2 separate regions of the Sus scrofa genome follow, and region 2 is linked to region 1. The links are chromatin contacts, called in public promoter capture Hi-C maps. All regions are on one chromosome and are shown on one strand. The core of a region is the stretch at or near the end of the contact, and the rest is flanking DNA. Distances in the headings are between cores, read along the strand shown. Region 1 holds the start of RNASEH2B (ribonuclease H2 subunit B). Region 2 holds the start of SPRYD7 (SPRY domain containing 7).

Region 1 (5,232 bases), core at 1,323-3,822:
TAAAGGCCAGCTAGAGGAATTACAGGCACTAGAAGCTCAAGTTCTGTCTCCAAACCGCCTGCCTAACCACATACACTGTGCTTTTTAACAGTTCCTTAACAGCTGGCTCAGCCTCCTCCAAAAAGTTCAGAGGCCACAGTACGGGCTCAGCTCTGAACAGGAACTGGACTGAAACTCCTCTTGCCACCAGCCAGTAGACGTATTAAACCTACAACTTCCAGAGATGCAATCAATAATTACCTTAAAGGTTTTTACGTTTAATGTGATGAGGACACAAACATACTTTAAGAATGAAAATGTCAGTACTCATGTGGAATCTGAAAAAAGGACACAATGAACTTCTTTGCACAACAGATACTGATGCACAGACTTTGAAAAACTTATGGTTTCCAAAGGAGACAGGTCAGGGGTCGGCGGATGCGCTGGGGTTGTGGGATGGAAATCCTATAAAATTGGATTGTGACGGTCATTGCACAACTACAAGTGTAATAAACTCATTGAGTAATAATAAATAAATAAATAAATAAACCTGAAAAAAAAAAAACCCAGAATGAAAATGTCCGTACTGACTAAACAGAACAAGATAAGCAACTCGAATTATTCTCAGTCATTACGTGCATCTGAAGAAAAATAACCCACTTGATTCTTAATGAGTCCCATCATTAAAATCTCATTGAACTAATGTGACAACAGTGAGAATTTTTCTACGGTAAAGCATGTATCGGGTAGCCCTTTGCTGGATTCTGTGAAGACCTGAACTTTGCATGAACTTTTCCTCTACAAACTATAAATCTCCATTGAGGATGTGCAGCAACCGGCCAGTGAGAGTGGAAATCGGTGCTACCACTTTGGAAAACCGCTGAGCAGCATCTACCAAAGCTGAACATACAGTATCCAGGACTAGCAATTCCACTCCTAAGTCTACACTGCTGAGAAAGCCTCCTAAAAAGAGTGTTCTTAGAAGTGTAACTCATAATGGTTACAAACAGGAAATAATTTAAATATCCATTCACAGAAGTCGAGATAAATATTAAGAACATACATATGATAAAGACACATAGGAAGCAACAAACCAGACTACTGCTACACAGAATATGGATGAAACTTACAGATGTAACGCTGAGTGAGAGAGGCCTGGCACCAAGGAACACACACTTACCCCAACAAGCAGAAGGAACCTCTGGTGACAGAGGTCAGCAGCGGGGTTACTGGGGCTATCCAGCAACAGGTAAGAGAAGCCTACTGGAAAAGTTCTAGGTCTTGACATGAGGAATGCTTACAGGGGTACAGATATATGAAAAGTTCATTGAGTTGCACCTGCTTAAACTTGTATATGTTACTATATGCATACTTCTTTACAAATGGAGAAAAAGTAAAACACAAAAAATATCGACAGATTGTCATGTAACAATTTTCAATATCCACCATAAAAATCTAGATTAATGGCCATCTATATTGTTATCAGAGTATCATTTACTTGAAAAATACCATATTTGCCGAATAAAGTCTCCAAGTTAGATACTGAAAACAATGGGTTTTCCTTATATCCAATGTTATGTCATCAAATCAATCTATCATCCCATGAAAGGGCCAAACCTTTCTGACCTGCACTCCCTGGTCCCAACTCCATTTATTCTGACACTTCATGCCAATCATGGCTGGCAACTGATGTCCATCATCCGAAGCCTCTGCGGTCCCTGAATCATCACCCCGGGGAGGCTGAAAAGGCAGGTTCCACCACTCCCATCATTAGCTACCTGCCTGAATCTCTTTGAATCACCCTTGTCCTAACCCCTGCCACACAGCTTCCCTCCTGCCTCACCAACCAAGGCCTGTCCCAGGGAAGGGATGGGGTTAAGACACCACAGCCTCCAGGCCGATGCGGGTCTACTGGATCCTCGGTTCCGATCTAGTAGGTCCCAGATGCCTGGCCGGCTGTCGAGTGGCGAGGGGTATCAAATTACATCCCAGGAGCGGACAACTGCGGAACCTGCGCCGCTCTCCGCTGGCCTGGGCCGCAGTCTCCAGCCCACCTGATCTACAAAGAACCCCAAGGGGGAAAATCCGCTCGGTCGGTTTTTGCGCTTCCAGCTCGGGTTTTGAAACGCACAGATACAGAACTTGAAACCGAAATGAAGAACCACGTGTTCCGAGAGACACTCGAGTCCCGCGCGCGCGGCCGAGGGGCGCGCAGGGCCTGCGCGGGGTGTACCTCGGCTGCGCGCGGACAGGGGGGCCCGCCGGGGTGCGCGCGCCGGGGCCGCCGCTGAGAACCCGCCTGGGCGCCGCCCCCGCGGACGCTCGGCGCGCGCTCCCGCGCGGCGGTTGGGGGACAAGGGGCCGGGCCGAGCGCGCCGCTGCCCCGGGGCGGTCGTGTTTACCTGGGACCAGGAACACGTGCTGCCGGCCGCAAGCCCCGTCTCTGCGGTCCATGCTGCCCGCCGTGCCCGCCGAGCGCTCCGGGTGGCCGCAGGCCTCTGCACGCGGAGCGCGGGCCCGGCCAGAGCCCCGCGGCAAATGGCGGGAGAAGGGACTTTACCGAGGAGCGCAGCGTGCAGAGGGCGGGCCCGGAGGGCGGCCCGCGGGGAGAACCTCGGGCTTTCTTTTCGTTTCGTTTCCGGAGCCCGCCAGTGGCTTAGGTTAAGTGTTTAAATTGAGCGCCAGGCCCAGGCCGGCGGAAAGGGTCGCGGCCCCTCCGCCCCGCGGCGCGGCCAATGGGAGGTGCTCACCCGCGGCGCCCAGTGACGCGACGCGCTGGGCGGCGACCCAGGGCGGCGGCGGCGGCGGCGGCGGCGGCGGCGGCGGGCGGATCGCTTCAGCCCGGGGCGCCGGGTCTCTGCTTGCAGCGGCCCAGGGTCTTCCCAGTGGGGGAGTGGGGACCCCAAGGCTGGTGGACTCGCACACACCTGGCAGAAGGGAAAGCCTGGAGCGAATCCACGTCCAAATCCTAATGCTACTCTGGTCATCGTACCTTGATTATTATTTGCATCCTGCGTTGGAAGTAATGCCCGAATCTAGTGTGCTGTGTGCTTCGTGACACAGGTAAAGCAGTCCTCAACTTGGGGTTAGTCCTTGTCACTACGAAGAGGTGCACAATTTGAGGCTCAAAATATGCATTTGCTTTGAAAGACAATTTGCAATGAGTTAATCAAGACATTTTAAAAGCGTTATTTAAAAAGTTAGAGTCATGAAATTTGAAGATTTAAACTTTTAAAATAAAATTTTAATTGTACACGGTTTTAGAAAAGGTGGTAATAAACATCTGTCTCATACTTTAAAGAAAAGTATGACTCCCTGCTAATAACCCAGATCTCCAGCCCTCTTCCCCAGGGGCAATTACTGTTAAGTCTGTCTATTCTAACAGGATCTTGCCATTCACAAGTTCATGTCTCTCTTTTTTCTTTTTTTGCACAAATGGTATTTGGGGTATATTTATTTTTCTTCAAAAGATATTCAAAAACAGAAACATTTCCCTTTATAATGTTAATTAAAATGCAAAAGATATATGTATGTGTATATATATGTCTATACACGTATAGACATATATATACTCCTACATACACATATATATCTGAATATGCATGCATTATGAGTATACATAACTTTAATGCACTTAGGTTTTTTGGTTTAAATCTTGAAGATAGTTAAATTCAGCAGCACTAGATCTATCTCAGCCTTCTGAAGGGTTTTTTTAATTTCAATCCCATTTCCCATGAGGGGGGAGAAATGCAGCTAAGTAAGTTGACTGCAGGCCACACCTGGCAGAGAGGACCGTTGAGGAGGGAGACCCAGATGCCAGCCCCGGGGCAGGCAACAGGTCGGTATTATTGCTCTAGAGCTGTTTTTGTCGTTCTCTGATCTTTTCCAGCCACCGGCTGTTTTCATGTGTGTTTTCATGTGGTTGTTTTCACAGTGCAGAAACAATTTTGCCTGCTTCTCTCCCTTAACGTTGCTGTAAACAAGTTTCCCATGTCATGCAGAACTATGACTGGAGACGTGCTGTTTCACACTGCTCATGTGCCAAGGTTACGTGACCATGCCCTCGTGTGCAATACTAAGTTTATTTCAAACCGTTACTCTAAAAGATGCTGCAGTGTATACTCTACATGGACTATGCAGCAGTCAGAAACAATGAACTAAAGCTACACATAGCAACATAGATGTTTTATAACAAGAGGAAAAAGAAGCAGGAAGAGATTTCATGGCAGAAAACCACATAGGTAAATTTACACAAAAAACAATATCACATCTTTTACAAGGATATATGTACATCTAGGCTATGTATCAAACACAAGAAATAGGTGTCTTTAAAAGGAAGGGATATGTGATAAGGGACGGATAAAGAATGAGAAGGCAAGACAAATCAAAAGAGCCAGGGAGTTCCCGTTGTGGCGCAGCAGAAACGAATCCAACTAAGAACCATGAGGTTGCGGGTTCAATCCCCGGCCTTGCTCAGTGGCTTAAGGATCCTGCATTGCCATGAGCTGTGGTGTAGGTCACAGATGTGGCTCGGATCTGGCATTGCTGTGGCTGTGGTGTAGGCCAGTGGCAACAGCTCCAATTAGACCCCTAGCTTGGGAACCTCTATGTGCCTCCGTGAGGCCCTCAAAAAGACAAAAAAAAAAAAAAAAAAAAAGGAGCCAGGGTGCATGTGGACAACTATCACTATGTCCTATGAATGAGAGTATGATTTATCCTCTGACAGGTCCAAGGATAAAAATAAATTTTTTTAATGTGGTGCAACAAACATCTGTAAGCAATTTCCTCTGTCCACTTCAAAAAATTATTTAAGTACCTTCTTGGAAGGGGGACCAGTGGTGACTGGAGACTGGCTCCAGATTCCTGTTGTCTTCAGGGTAAAGTTCAGGGTACGAAGCCTGTAGCACACGGCCCTTGAGATCTGGTCCTCACTTGCCACCCAGGCAGTTTCCACCTCCTCCCTCCCCACCCTGACCATGGTCAGGCCACGAGGAACACACAGCACTCACACACAGCACTTGACCCTGTGTTCCTAGTATTGGGACCTTGCTGCTTCCAAGGAGCCTCATTCCTCCACCTTCTTTCTCACCCTCCACTTGGCCCAGACACCCCCTCCTCTTCCATCAGGTGCACGGAGACAGTACCTTCTCATCAGCACTCCTTTTCCTGCCTCCAAACAGCCTCCACAAGAATGAGTGAGATGCCTCTAATCTGTTATCTCACTAGGGAGTGAGCCTGATTTTCAGTCAGTTC
Region 2 (5,232 bases), core at 709-3,208, 940 kb after region 1:
ACTAACTTGATTGGCCTGAGCTCCAGTCAAATCCAATACACTTACATTTATTATATATTTAACACACGTATTACTTTTATAATGTTTGTGAATAAAATATTTTACCTTATAACAACAAATTTTATTTTACTTTATTGCTTATACATGAGTTATGGAAGTTTATGGTTAATTTGGAGATTAACAAAACATACAGAAATTAAGTACAAATCTGTATTTTGAACTAAGAGCACATTTAAAAGGATTATAGCATTAATTGCAAGAGTTAGAACTTTAGAATTTGAGAAGCAGCATGATCTGGTGGAGCAAATACAGACTCCGTCAGAGTCATGGGTTTTGAATCCTACCTTGTTTATTTCCTAGTCATTTGAGGCTACACAAATTATTTAATCCCTTCAAGCCCATCTCTTCACTTACACAGGGACAATATTTACTCTCAAACTTTTCAAGAATTCGGTGAGTGTGTGTAAGAAAGAGTGCCTACCTCACAGATATGCAGAAAATTTTTGTCTCTGCAACATTCAACTCCCCACTCCTTCCCAAAGGGAAAAACTAGGACACTAACACTTCTCCAAATGGTCAAGTTTTTCAGCAAAAGAAAATTTCATGTGTAAAATGATCACCAGGAAAGTACTTTATAGGCAGTGAGGGCTTCAGCAATCACCTCTGGTATTAATCCTATGATAAATAAACCTCAAAGTACAAATCTTTGAGATTTTCATAAGTATTGTAATGAAAACACCGTTTGTATAAACATCCAAGAAACTCAGGACCTTGAAAAAAAATTCTCCCATTCTGAAGGGAAAAATTCACCATAAAAGATATTTGTCACTAAGAAGTTATGTCGAAGAACCCATTACATACTGAGGGGGCATTTTGCGTCAGGTCTCCCAGGGCTTGAATCCTGGGGAAGTCTTCAGATGGAACCTTATTTGACAACAGAGGTTTAAGCCAGATTAATTCTAGAGGTCGTCCCAGACTTTCTCCAGGCGACAAGTGGTATCTGAAGATGGAAAATGGATCAGGATGCGGATGATCTAAGTAGTGCACCAGATGACTGGTGCTCCCAAACGGGAGGCTCCTACATGGAAACAGGAAACAACAGGCTGTAGGAACTCAGTCCTTCCCCTGAACCGCTGACTCAGGGGTTCCCATTACACTCATTAGAACCCATTATCCATGCCGCTGAATTTGGAAGAGACAGGTCAAGAATCGCCCTCCAGCCCTGCCCCAGGGAGTCCCCTCCCGGGGTGGCCTCCAGTACGCCCCTCAACGGGAAACTCGTCTCTGCACCTAAAATGCAGCAGGGGAGTCGACTCAAGAGCCCTGGATGCATAGCCACTGTGCAATTACTAACAGCCATTACTCCTGGGCCCTGTGCGTCTGTTCATGATTTGAGAAAATTCTCCAGAAACCAGCCACGGCGGGGGGCGGTGAGAGGGGGCCAGAGGCTCTTCGCGAAGGCGAAGTTCTCTCAGTCCTGGGCGTGGAGGGAGGACATCTTCGGGCTGTTTTAAATCAGCTCCCACTCCCCCAGGCAAATTTGCCACTGCCAACTAATGCCTAAAATAATGTCGAAGTGGGGGGCAGTTTTTAAACTACAGCATCCAAGGACACCTGAGCTAAATGAGAACGCAAGTCAGCTCGAGCCCGGGTCAGTACAGAAATACCTACATAAGCGGGGCGGCACAAAAGGGAAAAACCTTTCCGCGCAGGCGCACGCGGTTCACCGCCCGGCCGCCACGCCCTCTGCCCCGCCCCGCCCCCAGCCCCGCCCGCCGGCCGATCCTCGGTATCTTCCGCCCAGGCAGGCTTCGCCTCAGACTGCGCTGCACCCTCCCCGCCAGGGGCGTCGCTGTACCAGCCTCTGCGCCCCACAGACTCCCTCCGGCGCTCGGGCGGGGGCAGGAGGCGGAGCGGAGGGGTAGGGGCGGGAGTCGCCGCGGTCTAGGGGCGGTGGGTCGCGGTGTCGTCGGCGGTCCCTGAGACATGGCCTCCTCGGTGTTCTGCTGCCTGCGGTGCTGCAGAGATGGCGGGACGGGCCACATCCCTCTGAAAGAGATGCCGGCCGTGCAGCTGGACACGCAACACATGGGTAAGGGCCCTCCCTTCCCGTGACCCAACGGCCCACCCCGAGTCGGGCGGTGCGGGTCGGGGTCAGTCGGGGGTCGCGAGCACCACGCGCGGCCGGGCCCCGCCGGGCCCCGCCCCCTGCCCTCGCCCTGCGACGCTGCCCTCGGCCGGGTCTGGCGGATCTCCTCCAGACACAGGCCGCCTCCACTTCGGCCCGGTTCTGTGTTCAAGGCTACGCAGTGTTGTCTGCCCTCGCCTAGTGGAGATGGTGTGTGGGTGGACCTACCCGTTCTCACCGGAATCTCCTCCGAGCTGTCGCATCCTGAGACTCGGCACAAGTTCCCAGGCGTGGGGAGCGATAGTACTGTGGTGCCCCTCCTACGGTGTCCCACGGGCGAGCTCCAGTCAAATCCAATACATTTTCAGAATGCTTTAGCTGATTTCGGCTCCTTCTGCCCAGGCAGCTTTCTCTTAGCCCATCATTTATCGGTTGTTTTATTGAAAATTATTTTCCTCTCACCTACTAATGTCAAAACAGGGCAAGTTGCAGAAGCTTCAAGTCACAGCTCATGTCAGACCGTGTCACTTCAACTAAAACCTCCCATTGTCTGACTCCTCCTTAGTCACGCTTAGCGGTGTTGTAATTTCATCTGACTGGTCTGTTGCCAACAATTCAGGCTGTTGCAAAAATAAAACAGCACTTTGCTTCTTCTCATGTATGTTTTTCCTTCCAATTTCGCATGAACATATAGCTTCTCTCACATTCTTCCTCTCCCCTCTGTAGCCTCTTTCACAACCTTATTATTGTTTCTGTTCTTAGACTGTCCCATGTAGTTTCATGTTTCTGGAGTATGGTTCTAGAAGGAGAGATTCCCACTAAGTATTTCAGAGTACTATCTTTTTGTGGATTATTCTCTTCTAAATATATATATATGCACTTTCAGTTTTTCCCACATTTCTCTTTGGCTAAAGGACAGTACATTAAAGTAAGAAAGGGATTTCTTAATATTTATAGCAAAACCCTCTCCTGCCTAGATTCTTTATAATTCTAGAGACACTCTTCCCATTATATTTCTATAGCATGAACTAAACCACAAATGTAATTATATACTGCTTTTTATTGGGGTATTTAATTTAATTTTTTTTTTTTTTTTTTGTCTTTTTGTAGGGCCGCACCTGAAGCATATGGAGGTTCCCAGGCTAGGGGTCTAATCAGAGCTGTAGCTGCTGGCCTATGCCTCAGCCACAGCAATGCAGGTTCTGAGCCCCATTTGTGACCTATACCACAGCTCACCGCCATGTGGGATCCTTAACCCACTGAGCAAGGCCAGGGATCAAACCTGAAACCTCATGGTTCCTAGTCAGATTCGTTTCCACTGCCCCACGATGGAAACTCCAGGGGTGTTTAATTTTAATCCTTATGTCTCCTAAATTTAATGCAGCAGCGTAATACATAAATACATGTAAATGTATGTGTATATCTCTTTAAATTATTACTTATTCATCATCGTTTATAGACAGATGTTCAAATCCTATAATTTCCCTGAGAAAATGTTTCCATTCCATTTATTCATTCGCTCAACTGATATTTATTGGATGACTCTCAGATGGCAGGCATTGTTTTAGATGCTGGCAACACGCATAGTTCCTGGAGCTTATGATCAGCTTTAGTTCTTTTCTGTCTCTACTGCCAAAATCCTGAATTACTACAATCTACTCTGTAAAGTATTCCTTTTCTCTGGTCTCTTCTACAAAGAGCTGGTCACTTGTGCTTGTTCCACTATGTTCTCCTTTTCCAAAGCTGCATAGCGTCTTTCAGTAATGTCATTTCCCAGTTTTCTACCTGCGTGGAAACTTTTTCTTATCCTGTCTTCTGGTGAATTCAAATTCTTCAATCACAGAAGCAACCTGATTTTAGAAAATAATAGGAGAGGCTTATCAAGCTAGGAATAGTTTAAAGCATGCATTGATCTTAAGTTGATATATGAGGAGCACACTTAGTGAATATGCATGTGCTTGGATATGTGAAACTTTATTTAGATAACTTAAGGAGTGTAGTTGCCTTTAGATTTAAGAAAATAGTCTGGGAGTTCCCATCGTGGCGCAGTGGTTAACGAATCCGACTAGGAACCATGAGGTTGCGGGTTCGGTCCCTGCCCTTGCTCGGTGGGTTAACGATCCAGCGTTGCCGTGAGCTGTGGTGTAGGTTGCAGACGCGGCTCGGATCCCGCGTTGCTGTGGCTCTGGCGTAGGCCGGTGGCTACAGCTCCGATTCGACCCCTAGCCTGGGAACCTCCATATGCCGCAGGAGCGGCCCAAGAAATAGCAACAACAACAACAACCAAGAGACAAAAGACAAAAAAAAAAAGAAAGAAAGAAAGAAAGAAAATGTCTGTTTTCCAAGTTCATATCCAAACATAGCTTGTCTCTTTCAAAGTTATCACTTACTTTGGTGATGCTGCATCACTTAAAACCATTTGGAATTCCTCTTGAGATTTTCTGGGCACTAGTTTTTGTAAATACCTTCTTTTTCACCATAACCTCAATGTTTAATTGTGAATTGACTTTTTAGAAATGAATATCTTCCAAGGTAGCTGCTTTGAAAGGGATGCCATTAATTTGGGAATGTCTAATGTTTCTTAAAAAATACACTTTGGCTATGTTTATGTATGTCCTGGCTATACTCAAATTCGCCTTGACTTTCTTTTTTTTCCTTTTTTGCTATTTCTTGGTCCGCTCCCACGGCATATGGAGGTTCCCAGGCTAGGGGTTGAATCGGAGCTGTAGCCACCGGCCTATGCCAGAGCCACAGCAACGCTGGACCCGAGCCACGTCTGCAGTCTACACCACAGCTCATGGCTACACTGGATCGTTAACCGACTGAGCAAGGGCAGGGACCAAACCCGCAACCTCGTGGTTCCTAGTCGGATTCATTAACCACTGCGCCATGACGGGAACTCCCGCCTTGACTTTCTAAGCAACACTGACAATTAATAAACCTACACGAAAATCCTAGATCCAAATAAAGGCTATCTTTGTACTTAAAAAAGAGGAATGAAGTAAACTTAAAATAATTCCTTAATGCTTCACAAGCATTCAGAATGTTTTCTGAATATATCCATCTTTCTATATGAAACATCTCAGTACTTAGCAGAATGCCTT

The links. Promoter capture Hi-C pulls out the DNA fragments that hold promoters and counts their contacts.
Region 2: a contact with region 1 is called in a promoter capture Hi-C map of liver, with 11 times the contacts expected there. The contact joins the promoter of SPRYD7 here to the promoter of RNASEH2B in region 1. A contact is called at or near these places in 4 of 5 promoter capture datasets (fetal liver, fetal skeletal muscle and liver), 19 of 47 Hi-C or Micro-C datasets (adipocytes, alveolar macrophages, blood and 15 more) and 2 of 2 datasets of contacts at active chromatin or transcription factors (alveolar macrophages and skeletal muscle).

The regions. Positions count from the first base shown.
Region 1 is chr11:16,909,234-16,914,465 of Sscrofa11.1, forward strand. RNASEH2B (ribonuclease H2 subunit B) reads right to left here and starts at 2,573. Exons shown (of 11, transcript NM_001244492.1): 1 at 2,382-2,573. The coding sequence starts at 2,433. It overlaps LOC110255807 (a long non-coding RNA gene), which reads left to right and starts at 2,782. Exons shown (of 3, transcript XR_002336662.1): 1 at 2,782-3,042; 2 at 3,718-3,817.
Region 2 is chr11:17,847,053-17,852,284 of Sscrofa11.1, forward strand. It overlaps SPRYD7 (SPRY domain containing 7), which reads left to right and starts at 1,959. Exons shown (of 5, transcript NM_001243529.1): 1 at 1,959-2,092. The coding sequence starts at 1,987. TRIM13 (E3 ubiquitin-protein ligase TRIM13) reads right to left here and starts at 2,953. Exons shown (of 4, transcript XR_002336667.1): 1 at 2,357-2,953.